Linked DNA regions of Zea mays: region 2 is linked to region 1. A link is a contact called in public Hi-C data. All regions are on one chromosome and are shown on one strand. Each heading gives the region's core, a stretch centred on a gene start, on an enhancer-like site or on the middle of the called end of the contact. The rest is flanking DNA. Distances are from core to core; before and after follow the strand shown.

Region 1 (7,265 bases), core at 4,579-7,078:
AGAGGTCCATCAGCGCTTGCAGCACCAAGGACGACAGTGGACCCTTGAAGAGGTTGATGCAGGTCTCCAGCGCGGCACTTACAGTAGCCTGATCAGACGGCTGGCCTTCCTTAGGCAGCAAGCCCAGGCGCTTTAGCAGGACTTGGCGTGCGCGTTCCTGGATGTTCCCACACGGCCATGCGATCGCCGCCAACCGCATGCTTTTGCGGGTCAGCCTAGCTTCTTGCTTCTTCTTTGTCTTCAGGTTTGGTGGCGCTTGATGGAGCTCCTGGAGCAGCGGTGGTGCAACAGGGTAGGTGTGGTTGCTGATGAAGGACGCCACAGTGGTAGGGGTCGGCTCCCCTAGCTCTAGGAAAGCAGCTATAGCCTGCTGAGCGTTCTCCATGCCGGTGACAAGTGTTGTCTCCGAACCCACAGCTACCTCCAGCGCTGCATCCCTCGTGATGGTGGCAGACGAATGTTGCCCCAGTACTGGTGGGGCAAAACGAGCACGCCTGCGGTAGACCCGGCCAGGTAGAAGCGTCGCTCTGCATGCACAGACATCAAACTTGGGCTTGACGTCACTGTCTGTGGCAGCGGTGTTGAGTGGTTCTGATCTTCCTGTGGCACGCTCTCTCTACATCGGTCACCTCCGACGCGATGCAGCGGCGGCCGTGGGGATGGCCAGCGGTCTTCCCCAGCGCCCGCCGGGGACCCGAGGTTGCAGCCCAACAGCTCGACCTGAGAGGGCTCGTGGCGCTGGTGGAGCCCACGGGGGGAGGACCGGTTGCGATGTCCATGGTGATGGGGCGAATGCCTCTCCTGACTGCGTCCACGGTTCTGCCACGCAGGCCCAGAGTGGGGGCAGACACGGGCCCGGGGGGATGGGCCAGGTCGTCGGTGCAAGTGCCCCCGACATGGTGGTGGCGTCGACCACCAGTGTTGGATCCCTGGTCATGGGCGTCACGTGTAGGCTCGAAGCGATCACGGTCACGTGGCGCGCGGGAGACACTGCGGAAGAGGCGGGAACTCCAGCTCCCCGCCTTGTGTTGTCGGCGCCCACGCCTACCATCCTCATCATCATCGTCTTCTCTGTCCCAACGGCGACTCCCATTACAATGAGTCATCGGGGGCGGGTCATGGCGGCCGCGGGGACCCCGCTCGCCGTCGACCACACCATGGCGCTAGGGAAGTGAGCGAGTGGCCAGCCGTCCACCCTGCCCCGGAGGGCTCTCCACCAGATCAATGTGCACCAGCACCCGAAAGGTGAGGCCACACTGCCCCGGCGGAGGGGGGCGTTGTCATGGATCACCATTGTACGACTAGTGTTGGTGAGCCATACGATCTTGGGGATGTCAGACGGATTTCCCGTCCACGGCCACAGGTTGAGGCAGCGTGCGTCCACCTTGTTGGAGGAGAGACAATCTTCATCGACGTAGTCAAGGACGCAGGCTCTAGCCACCAAGCGCTTGGCAATGCTTTCGTTCCAGGCGTGGGGAGGGATGCCCTCCAAACACAGTATGCCATGAAAGCAGAGGTCACGGCGCTCCTCGAGGGCGACCAGCTGCCATGGCCTGATGCGGAAGTCAAGGTTGTTGTGTAGGAAGTCTCTTGTAGCGACGACCGCCTCTCGGTGGTGGCGGTGTGTGAAGGTGACGAGGAAGTCGCCAGGAGGGCTTCGAGCCACCTTGATGTCCTCTGTCCTCACCCGAAGAGGGAGCAAAAGGCCCGCATCACCCGCTCCGGGCTGATGTCGGGGCGGTCACGCCCGAGCCACACTACCACAGCATGGGAACTTAGCCGCTCAAGCTCCCTCTCCATGTTGCTGGTGGAGGAGGCAACGACGCAGGGATGCTCCGGGCGGTCAGCAGGGTCGCCGGGTTGAGCCATGGGCGGGGCAGCGAGCACGAGCGGTGGAAAGTTGACGTTGTCGAGGCGGGGAGCTTGGCACTTGGGGGTTGGAGGTGTCTTACTACCCCTTTCGGAGCACTGCCAGGAACGGTGTCCGTTGTGCAGGCAATTTATGCACCTCACCGGGTCTCTGCAATCAATGGCAAAGTGGCCTCTACCTAGGCAGCAGGCGCATTTACCTTGCAGACTTACCAGCAGACGGCTAGGAGTCGGGGTCGAGCGAGGCACCCTTGTCGCGCGGTCTAGTTCCGGCAGCACATCGGCGCCTGCGCCGAATCGTCGTCCACCTGCCAGGAGCTTCGTCTTCAATGTGGTTGTAGCCATGGGTTGTCGGATCGGGGGAGACATCAAGGCGACTGGATTTGCTGGTGGATTCGGGGGAGGAGAGGTAAGTGACGTCTGGCACGTCGCTCGTAGTTAATGCAAAGCGTGCGCGCTTGGAGGAGGGAAGGATTTAGGGCAGGCTGGCAGACACGTGAGAGCGTGGTGGAGGCGGCGACAGTGGGGGCAGGGGCATGGGAGGCCGAGCTAGCGGTGCTAGGGGAGTACACTGGGTCGAATCTGGCTTCCTGGGGGTGGGATCTGCCGAGGACGACGGGACAACGGCAGATCGGGAGGATGCGGCGGCGGGGGGAGCTCGGTCGCCGTGGGGGAGAGAGCGGGTGGGGAGGGAGGCCATCCCGCTCAGCCTCAAAATCTGTCTCAATGTGTATCCATAGAGACAACATTGAGATGGGGAGGTCGGGAGAGAGAAGAGGCAGCGGTTTCCACGGTGCGATCCAAGAGAACGGGGCGAGGCGACGGAGGGGAACAAAGCAAGGGTTCTATGAGAGCGAGGGAAAGCTACGGAGGCAGTGTTGAGATTAAGAGTCTAGGGCAGCGGGTTAAATTAGAGAGAAGTGTTCGGACTTTTTTTTCTAAAGGAATGACCGTAGAAATCAAGTAAATTTGGGCTTTATAAGAGTAAAGATTATAATCTATTAGCGTGGGGTGTTTGAGAACACTAAAGATAATAGTTAACTGCTAAAATTAGCTGAAGACGTATAAACAGTCTAGTTAATAGTTCAACTATTAACTATTTTTAGCAAATTAGCCAATAGTTAGTTAACTATTTGTTAGCTGGTTAATGCACTAGTAATTTTTTAGTCAACTAACTACTAATTCTAGTGAATTCAAATATCCCTTTGGTGTTGTGGTTGGTAGGAATTTGGGCCAAATTCACACACTGGTGCATGTCGAGGTTGGATGATTATCCTTTATCTTAAAAAAATGTGGTGCTTCTAGGAACACGCATGGGCCAACTGTGGGAGCAAGAGTGCAAGAGCACAACTGACTGGTCGATCCACAACTGAAACCCTCCATAGTTAGAGCTTAATCGGGGATGGAAATGAGAATGCATCACAGAAGTCGAATAACACTCAGAAGTTGCACAAGGAAAAGTAGAGACAAAGTGAGAGCAGTGTAGCAGAATCAGGAATGATATTATCCATGAAGTTGGACTGATTTTTATAGCACAGGAGTAGAGCGGTGGATAGAGACATGACAACAGAATGCTAGAGGCCAGAGGTCCCTCTCACAAAAACTGATGGTCTGCAAAGGATTCATGGCATTTTGGCTCATCGGTTGCAGGAGATGAGAAGTGGTTACCAAACCAAAAGGCACAGGAATACAGGATGCAAGGTCCAACCAGAAGTCCATCGAATCAGTGCGAAGTTTAAGCATAACAGATTGGGAATTAGCTTTGTAGATTAGTGAACGCATGCAAGCTCAACAAAAATACGAAATGAACTCGAAGATTCATTTCGAAACAGCCTGCATCCACCAAACTTGAAACCGGATATACAAGGAAACGAAGCAAACATGCAATTTTCTGTTCCCTTTGAAGCATGCAAGCTTACACCATAAGGACTAGAGTCTCGAGCTGCAGACCACACAAAACAAGTACCATAGCTCGTAGAACTAAATTATCTAGAAATGAGTCCAAAAGAACACGCCCAGCAGTTCAACTAAGGACGTCTAAACACAGGGGAGGCATGCAAGCAAAGTTCATAGAAGCCACTGTGTGACCAAGTGCCAGATGACCTGGACTAAGGATGATCCGGGTCAACCTTGGTGAGTTTTATGTAATTCTTGGGCAGGTCCCCTGACATGCTCCACAAAAGTTCCACCACCTTTTTCGCATCGTCGTCTTCATAGATAATTTCAGTAAGCTTGAGGTTCTTGCACCGGACGTTAAACTGGTTCAGACACCCCTTGCTCAATCTGGCTTTTCCTTTCTTTTTCTTGGGATCTTTTGAGAACTGTTCACATCACAGAAAATGTACGATATTGAACTAGAGAATTAGTCAGGATCAGATGTTCAATGTCAAAAGTGCAGTATACCTTGCAACGGCCCAAAGTGAGCTTCTCCAAATCAGGTGAATGCTGAAGAAAGTTTGCCAACATCTGGAAGTTGTCAGTAAGATCACATTTTTCCAATAACAAGGTCAAAAGGTTATGGAATTCTGGGAATTCTTCACTGATCACCTGGAATGTATTGTATAGTTCGTTGAGTAACAAAAATGGAACCACAATATAATTAAGAGCAGTAAGAAAACATGGATGAAGACAGCAGTCAAACCATTGTCTGGAAACCTGACAACACCAAAGTTGTCACATTAGACACACTACAAAGAAGCTTGAATTGGTCCTTGCTGAGTCCACTTCCTACACTGTCCCTTAGATAAATTGAAGCCTTGGCAAGAGATGACATCTCATCAAATGAAACATCGCGTTTAACAAAATAAGCATTCACATCCAGGAGCAGATAAGCAACAGCAGGGGCCTTCAAAACCAGCCTATTTATGTGGTAATATCCACTAGCAATAATTGTTAAACTCTTCAGCGTGGGTGATGTAATCCCAGAAAGCTCATTGCATCCGCAATTTTCCAGAATCAAGTTCTTCAGTGTGTGGGATGTGACCTCTTCAAATGTGCACGGGCAATCTTTGAGCTCGAGAACCTCCAAATACGGGCACCCTGAACTGACATGCTTCATGAAACTGCCATCCAGATATACACCGGAGAGGTGTAGTTTTTTGAGGCGCCAAAAGGCTAAGTTCGATTCCTTGTGCATAATGCCAGGATTCTGGGCACTGTACTTTATGCCATGACGGATCCATCTAACTGATGCTCCACGATGATAATATTCATCATCGCTAACATGCAGACGAAGTGTATCCAGGAGCGCAATGGAAATATTATTAGGTATAAGCAGGTGGTCGGTAAAGTCCTCGAAGTCTTCCTGTTCCTTCTCTGTGATGCGGTTCGAGCCGGCGGCCTTGAACTCGTCCTGGTCAATGTCAAGGCATGGCACAGAGCGCCAGAGGTGCCTCCACCTGGTGGACAGCACGCAGGTCTGCACCACCTGACGGGCCTTCAAGAAGGACATGATGTGGTGGATGAGACAATCCGGCAGGGAGGTCAGCCTGTCGCCGGCCAAGCTGCTGCTGCCGCTGCTTATACGGAGTCGCTTTCCGATCGCCTCGAGCTCCATGGAATGCCCTGCTCAGTGTACTTCCTCTGTAGATGGCCAAAATGCGGATACAGTAAAAATGAAAATCCTCGTTTGCCCAACTCATCCATTCACACGAAATCTCAATCAATCTGAAAGATAAGATGCTCTAGCGCTACTGGATCAGAAGAGACACACGAATGATTTCGAACACGTGATCTAGCATTGCTATACTAGTAGATTAAAAAGCAAAAAAAAGAAGGGTTTTTTAGAGCAAAACAAATCATGAAGGATCGCGGAAGGGACCTACCGAGTGCCACAACCACACGTTCGTCGGACAAGAGCCCGACCGGATAAGACGGAGCAACCAGGACTCCAGGAGCAAGCTGCAAAAGGGACAAGCTGAAGTGCCAGACGCCTTGACCCTTCGCCTTCCCGAGCGATGGGAGGGGGAAAGAGGAGGATTCACGGAAGCGAGGCTCATATATAAGGGTCCTTTTGCAATTTTGGCTTTGGCTTATCCGTAGTCCGTAGAGATTGAGCATCTTCACCAGTAAAAAAAGTCCCTAAAATTAATTTAAAATGTTATTATAAAAAAATCATTGTCCAACGAATTTTTAAATGAGATTTCAAAATATCTCTATTTAATCATCGGACTTGAGAAGCTATTTCACGCTTCCTATAGTTTATTTTGCACATTAACCACACGGTAAAAGCACTTGTTTTATATTCATAAAAGAAAGACAAACATCACAAACTTTCAACAACAAATTGTTGGAACTTGCTCTCCCGAGCAAGTTGATCCAACGGAGGAGTGAAGCAACGTAAATAGGGTTTTTGCTCGAGATAGTAATAGCTCTGTTAATATAGCCTCTCAAGGGCACTGTGCGGGGGTATTTATAGGTATCTGAGTGTCCAGCGTCTAGTGTTAAGGACGCATGTGCCCTCAGGCACCTAGGTTATCCCCGGAATATTCCCATAAAGCAGGGTTACAGACTGTAATTACAGGGAGACCTTTACAAATTAGGCCCGTAATGCGCAGCGGCCACGCAGGGCCTGTTACAATGGGCCGGATCACACGTGGGCCTCCATGTTGAACGAGGCCGCAGGATGCGACGACCTCGTCGCAGGTCTTCGTCCGGCGACGCGTGGGACGAAGGGTAAATCTGCCAGTCGTCTTGCCTCCGTTGGTGTAGCAAGGTTGGCGAAGGCATCGAGCGAAGGGTGGCGTCTTCGCCTTTGCCCCAACATTTGCCCTCCGAGGGACCAGTTCGACTAAGTCATCTGGTGCCGAAGACGTCGCTAGATGGTGGAGACGCTGCCCTCGCTCGAAGTGGTTCCGCGGGGGTTTTTGACATGACCGTTGATTGACGCCGTACTGTTGAAATGCGGGTTTCCCGAAGCGCCGCGCCCTGTGTATAAAAGGGGGCGGGGGCGGCGCGTTTTGAACCTTATCTTTCCGCGCTCCGCGAAAACCCTAATTTCCTTCTCAAACCGCCCGCTGCTCGTCTGCCCTCCTTGCTTTTGCTCGTCGGAGATCTGGTCCGTGTGAAGCGGACCGCCCGCCGCCGCCGACGGTACGTAGCGATGCCGTCCTCTTCCTCTTCTACTTCCGATACGCCGCCGCCGGCCGGCGCGTCGTCCGAGGAGACGCTGAGCAATGTGGCGGCGGAGGAGTTGCGCGCCGGCGACACAGTGGAGTTTGGCGTGTCGCGGATGTCCTCGGTTCGCGTGCAGGACATGCAACAACTTGGTTATTTCGGCGGCGGAGTGGCACGTGTCCCGGGGACAGAGGAGGTCCCCGAGCCGGAAGGCGAGTTGGTCGTCTTCGAGGCTTTTTTCGCCGCTGGTCTTCGTCTGCCTGTGCATCGATTTATGGGGG
Region 2 (6,773 bases), core at 2,280-4,779, 230 kb before region 1:
GCAAAAGCTATGTATCTAGCAGAGCCTAAACGTCTTATAGTTTGGAATGGAGGGAGTACTATATGATGGATAGAAAGTAATGATGGCATATTCTACCTGCCCTTTCGGCTTCTTTCCTTTCAAGCTGAATTTCAGCACTAGGTAGATGCTCAGTAGGCTTTGAAATAAACTCAAGAAACTCCAAGTACTCAGGATCTAGTAATTCCAAAATGACAAAATCCAAGTTTAGGAAAATGGTAATATGATAGAACAATACAATTGACAAAGAATTAGGTAAAGTGATTGCCTAGGACCTTTCGTAACAGTCCCTTCACGGCCATCCTTCTTGACATTTGACTTGGGAACCTGTTGTGATGGTGCATATTCCACGAAAGCTTTAAATTGAGCACCTGACAACCATAAATAACATCCATGAGACCCAATTTACACAAAGCAAACATAGATGGCACTCCCCCAAAAAAAACTTCAGACATGTGGTCTACAGTTGCAAAAAACACCAAACATTCAGACACTAAGTAGTTAATTTCTGTTTCAGCATAACAATATAACACACTGTACAAGAAATATTATCAAGCCAACATATGGTGTTCTTGCTTCCAGCCACCACCTCTAGCGCTGACCTAAGTTGGATCAACAAGCACGATAACGTCAAGGACAATATTAATGTCAGTATGACATAGTTCACGTGCTATCAATGTTGTGACCTTATGTAAGTACATCCAATTCGATTTCAAAATTTACTTCATAACAAGTTTTTACTAGTGTGTTTCTATTGATCTCTTCTTCCACACTCACCAAGGGAAAACAGAATCCTATACACCATCAGGTCAAGTAGACAATATTCTAGAAAGCTGACTATAACTTAGGCCCAACCAATAGGAAGCAAACTATAACTAGACCCAGTCATATACAACTTTCAGTTTAATGGCTATGTGAATAATCCAGCATCAAGATATAACATCAATTTGTGTTTGTGATGCTACATAGTAAATGATAAGGCGTGCACCCATAATAAACTTAGATCACAGGAAGTCTGAACAATGAAATGGGTATGGCACTAAGGACAAATAGTTTTTGCTATTAAAGAGACTAAAGAGTCAGTGCTTGTAACTGCTGAAGTTGGCACAATATGATCAAATTAAAATGTATAAAAGCTGCACATCCTAAATATAGATTATCATGAACAAAATTCAACAATATGGAAGAAAATACCCTTTTCATTCACAAATATGTGTCCATTGAAGACCTCAGCAAACTCAACAACATCCTCTGGGTGCTTGAAATTTAGGTAAAGTCGAGAATACCTATGATTCTTTTGGCTGGATAAAAAGATGAAAAAAAAAGAATGTCACAATCATGTAGCTTCAAAATTAAGCAATGTACTAACATGCTCAAGCAAAGAGAATTGCTTTACAGTTTACACGAAGTAAACAGTCCGCAATTATAATACAAAAGAAAAAAATATTCAACTAAACATGCAGGACATGTCACTGACAGAAAATTTGATTGTGATTTATTGTTCATAAATAAAAAAGAAAGCAAAACGGAAATATACTGCATAAAACACTATGAAAAGAGGGAAACGGAAGTGCCAAAACAAATCAAAATAAGCACTAAGCAATTGGATAGCAAATCAGTTAAAAACATGAATCACTCAAGAAGGAATTCCTACAAAATTTTGCTAATGTAGATACAAGGAGAGAAGCCCCACAAAATCAATATTATAATAGCAAAAAACTCAGATACGAATTATTTGCTATTATAGTACTGATTTCAATAGGCTTCTCTCTTTTAGTACTCTCATTTTAGTCTTCTCTGTAATAGTATCTACAAGTTGATTCATCCTTCAAAATAGTATTCTAACCATTTTCAATCATTTTTATTTTCTTTTTTTTATTTCTCAGAACATAAGTTGACCCTATCATTACCCTCGCAGCTATACAAATAACAGAAACACAAATAATCCAGGCAGAGACGCAGGAGTGCAAGACGATGAGCAACACTGCTATCTTCTGTCTGGTGGTTCAGACCGTAGCAAGGGGTGGCAGTTGGCCGAACGGTCACCATCCAGCAGCGCCGGCGTGCTGCTGCAATGTTTTTTTGTGCCGTCGGTGCGATGCTGTATGTGAGAAGAGAGAGGAGTCGAGCCAACGATGGGGAGCTAGGAGAGAAGAAAATAGAGAGATACAATATGGTCAACGGTGAGAAATAAAAAAGAAAATGATTAAAAGCGGTTGGAGTACTATTTTGAAGGATGAATCAACTTATAAATACTATTACAGAGAAGATCAAATTGAGAGTACTAAAGGAGAGAAGCCCCACAAAATCAATATTATAATAGCAAAAAACTCAGATACAAGTCCCTGTAACATTAAACTAATATATAAAACGGCCAGAGAAAATCACTAACCAGTAATCAATTACTGCAAAGCAAAGAAAGTTGAATGTGTAAAGGTAGTTCTAAACTATCAGATGGATTTAATTCTTCTCAGCAACTTTCTCTACAACTAAAGATGAAAACATGAGTCCAGACTCCAGAAGCAACAAAGATAGAATGAAAAAATGAATCTGCCATAATCAATAAATCTGCTGCCTTAACCAATGATTTTAGCTCTTTTAAACTCTATCAAAAGCACAGGTAGGTCAGATACAGATTGTGCAATACAATCAACAGAGAGAAACAGCTAAGAAGGCAATCCACTAGTTCTATGTTCTAGTTAACACTTCAGTAGCAATCAATGCTAAAGCAAATAAATTTAGACTTTGAACAGACTTTAATTGTAATTCAGATAACTCAGAATCTCTCCCAGGCCATTGCAAGACAGAGAAAATAATTAGGTCACCACAATCAGAGAAAGGTAAAATTGGACAACTCGGTAACTAATCTCACGGCTCTACCTCCATAATACACGGATGAACTGGCTAATTGCTTGCGATGTGGGTACACAACAACTAGCAAACGGAACGTAATAATAGCTTCCTACCACGGTTCATAGGTTAAACAGGATAGTACCACCCTCCCACAGCAACGCCACAAGCACTTGAAGCACAGAGAGCGCGGACCTGGCATTGCCGGGACGGAAGCAGGCCCAGTCGTACCGCCCAGCGAAGCGCGCATCGACCTGGTCCACGACGGCCTGCTGCGCGATCGCCGGCGGCAGCCGCCGGAGCACCACCTTCGTGCGGTGCGCCGGGTCCTTCATTTGCGCTCGCACCGCCGCCGACACCTCGAATCCTACTCGCGTCGCGAATCGCCGCGACACACGCACACACCGCAACACCGTCTCAAACCCTAGGGTGGGGTCACATCGAAGCGAGGCGGAGCAGACGCCAGCGAGATCTGGGGGACGAAAAGGGGGGGACGGGGGAGGTGGCTAGGGTTTGGAGCCGGGTGGGGATTTGTCTCGCTTCTGCTTCCCTTCACACTTCCCCTTCACCGTCGCGTCGTCGCGTGCTTTTTTCCAGTTTCGTCGCTCGAATAGGTTGGGGGTTTGGGTTGAGTTTTTTTTTTTTGAACCAAGAAGCTCCCATTAGGGTTTGTTCGGTTATTTTCAATCCATATGGATTGGAGGGGATTGATACGGATTGGAGGAGATTTTGACTTACTAGGGATTAAAACCCCCTCAATCCCCCTCAATCCATATGGATTGGGGTAGAACCAAACAAGCCCTTAGTGGGCTTCTAAAAGTTAGTATCCCGAATGTGTCGATTGAGATTATAGTATTATAACATATTTCGTCTTGGTCTTTTGGTACTTAAACGCGCTTTGATCCCTCTACCTGTGTATTGTTCGTTTACCTGGACAGTGTTACGTCAGAGTTTCTCTGACCCATTCCACAAAACGGATCAACCAGTTTCTCTCCTCCATTGCTCCTCGCGGCGCTTGTTTCTGGCGACGCTGAGTTCGTCGGCACTCGCTCGTTTCCGTCGTTTGCTCCTCCTCGTCGGCACTCGCTCGTTTCCCCTCCGAGTCTCGTCCCCTCCATGAAATTGGCGGTGCTGTTAATGAAATTGCAGAAGGTCTAGACACTGTGAGCACGGATCTGGAGGAAGTTTTTATTGGTCCACAACCTCTACTTGAAGACTATGAAGCCCTTGGCTTATACGATGGTTTCCAATGCGATGGTGATGTTGATGGTGACTGTAATGATGACTGGGTTTATGATGAAGATAGTTATCTAGACTCGGATGAGATCAATGATCGCCATCTATCACATATGAACGAGTGTATATGAGATATTTGTTTGTGAGAGGGTTTAGATTATGCCTATGTATAAATGTATGTGAAAAGGACAACCATCGGTTGAGTTAACTTGTTTGCACTTATCATGTGGAACCTTATGTAATATGTCTCGTGGAACCTTATGTAATATGTCTTGTGGAACTGTGTAGTTTGTCCTCAATGGCATATGTTTTGTAAACAACTTAGATAGTTTATATTCTATCCACGACATTAGACAAAAATCAGTTCAGCCAAGCTGTTGTGACTGAAACCATGACAAAAGCAGTTCAGCCAAGCTGCTGTGACTGAAACTGTGACAAAAGTCATCTGTTTATGTTTCTGTTAACAGCAAGCTGCTGTGTCAGAATTTATGAACAACCAAGTAAACATAGACCAAGAATCTGTTTATGTTTCTGTTAACAGAATTTGTGAACCCAGCTAGTTTTTGTTTCTGTTAACAGAATTTGTGAACACAGACTAAGAATTTTTGTTAACGGAGTTTGTGAACAACCAAGTAAACACAACCAAGTAAACCCAGCTAGTTTTTTGTTTCTGTTATAATTTCTATTTCTGTGAACAAACGATTTCTGTGAAAAGAGACTTGCTCCAAACAGAAGGTAAACACAGTCAGTTGCACCATATGTCAGGTTCAGAAATTCAGAGAAGCAAACGTCATGTTCTTTACAGAGAAGCAAAATACAGGACACAACTCTAGGTGCCTACGATTGTACAACTCAGGTTCAACTCTAGGTGCATACGAACTTCTTCTTCGGAGTAAGCTTCTTTTTCACAGCTATCCTCCATTTCCTAGGTGTTGAACACTCCACTGGTGGCACAATTTCACTTGTATAAGGCTCTTGTACAATTTGTGCCGATGAAGAAGGGATGGTTACAAGTTGTTGTGAGCTTGTTTCCTCGGGTACAAGCTGTTGTTGAGTAGAAGCTTCATGCTCATTTGGAAACCATTTTTAGTTGTGTTTTTCCTCGGCCTCCGTTTCCTGTGATGATATTGGTTAGATCAACAATATTGAGGTTAGCAAAACATTAACAATAGCCCGCAAGTTGTTTACGTAGTACCTTTTCTTTGTTCCATTGAGGGGGCACTTGTAGTTGCTCTTTCTATGCCCTAACTCCCCACAATTTGGGCACTTAAATTTCCCCCTAATCAGCTTCTTTGTTTTCTCGTTGTCATTTGTCGGTTTCTTTTTGCCGCTACCATCCTCCAGACAACTCTTCATACTATTTTTCCTTTGACGTCCTACACCTCTTTTACTAAGGGGTGCACCAACCTCTTTTGCAAAGTCCACCTTTGGCCAAAACAACTTGTTCTCAATTGGCTCCACCAATCGTGAGTACGCTTTCCTAAACATATCGACAGAGTAGTAATCATCAAAGAATTCCTCCATCATTGCATTTATGAATTGTTGTGTAGTTATTAGACATAACGCATGGTGGCAAGGATTGCCGGTATGTTGCCAGTCTAGGCATGAACATTCTCTTAGATATGCCTTCACCACATATCTAGATACGCAATCAATGTTGTCCCTGACCTCGGAAACATAGTCATCACCTTTTATCACTTCCAAGTGCCCAAGCCCTCTAGTACGTGCATTTAGTTGGGCTATGATGGAGGGTAATATCTTTCCTTCTAATCTCCGTCCTATCCGCCTTATCTTGTGAAAAATTTGCATAATCATCAACCTTATTTGATCAGCAAGGTCGTATACTGGAAGGTCCTTGTAGTCCTTAATCCAATTGTTGAAGAGCTCCGTAATGTTATTAGTCACATAGTCACACTTGATGCTAGGGTTAAAACCATCGTGGTACCACAACAAACTATGAAACTTATCCAACCAATCAACGATGATAGGGTTCTGTGTCACATTCGCAATGTACATATCATAAACTTCTTTCATGTATGCCTTAGCAGTAGGGTACATGTATTCAGAACTAGCAAATTGCTTGACAAAGTTGTTCATTAGATGCCTAAATGTAACACCCTATATTTGGGGGTATAAAATTTCTTTTCTAATATTCACCAAATTCAAGTGTTACTCTCTCATTTCTTTGCTTTCCTTCTCTTTTTCCTAAAAATAGAGAACTTACTTTGTTTTATATATACTAGTGTATGGGGCGCGCCCATGCGCGCCTGCCGATAGCTGAATAACAAAGTATAATGTATGATGTGTACGTTATGGAGTAAATAAGTACATAAGTGCAAAATCAAATTTAACAAAACTCTAGCGTTTAAAGAACTCATAGTGTACATAGATGACAATTCTAGCGCTAACATAAGTTGTTGAGTCAACCGATATGACATATTTATTTAGTACATTAGTGGCATAATTGAAGAGTTGGTCAGGGATCGCTTAAACATATACATAACTGCAAATGTTTTAGCAGTTTGGTTACATGTACACAAAGCACCCGTGCTCCAAAAGTGACGATTCTCGTCATAGGCATGCAAAATAGTTACCTGTATAGAAAAAAAGAAACATTAGTTGTTAAAGAATATGTGAGCTATTGTATTGTTGTTCAATGGTTATGAAGG

What was found. Hi-C and Micro-C count contacts between places; a contact is called where the count stands out from the background.
Region 2: a contact with region 1 is called in a Hi-C map of leaf, with 4 times the contacts expected there. The contact joins the promoter of LOC103646424 here to the promoter of LOC100193729 in region 1. A contact is called at or near these places in 3 of 25 Hi-C or Micro-C datasets (ear and leaf).

The regions. Positions count from the first base shown.
Region 1 is chr2:49,786,990-49,794,254 of Zm-B73-REFERENCE-NAM-5.0, reverse strand. It overlaps LOC100193729, which reads right to left and starts at 5,828. Exons shown (of 4, transcript NM_001138817.1): 1 at 5,694-5,828; 2 at 4,511-5,451; 3 at 4,273-4,416; 4 at 3,732-4,190. The coding sequence starts at 5,425. The coding sequence ends at 3,978.
Region 2 is chr2:50,017,531-50,024,303 of Zm-B73-REFERENCE-NAM-5.0, reverse strand. It overlaps LOC103646424 (regulator of nonsense transcripts UPF3), which reads right to left and starts at 3,529. Exons shown (of 13, transcript XM_008671161.4): 1 at 3,064-3,529; 2 at 1,213-1,319; 3 at 294-389; 4 at 97-195. The coding sequence starts at 3,203.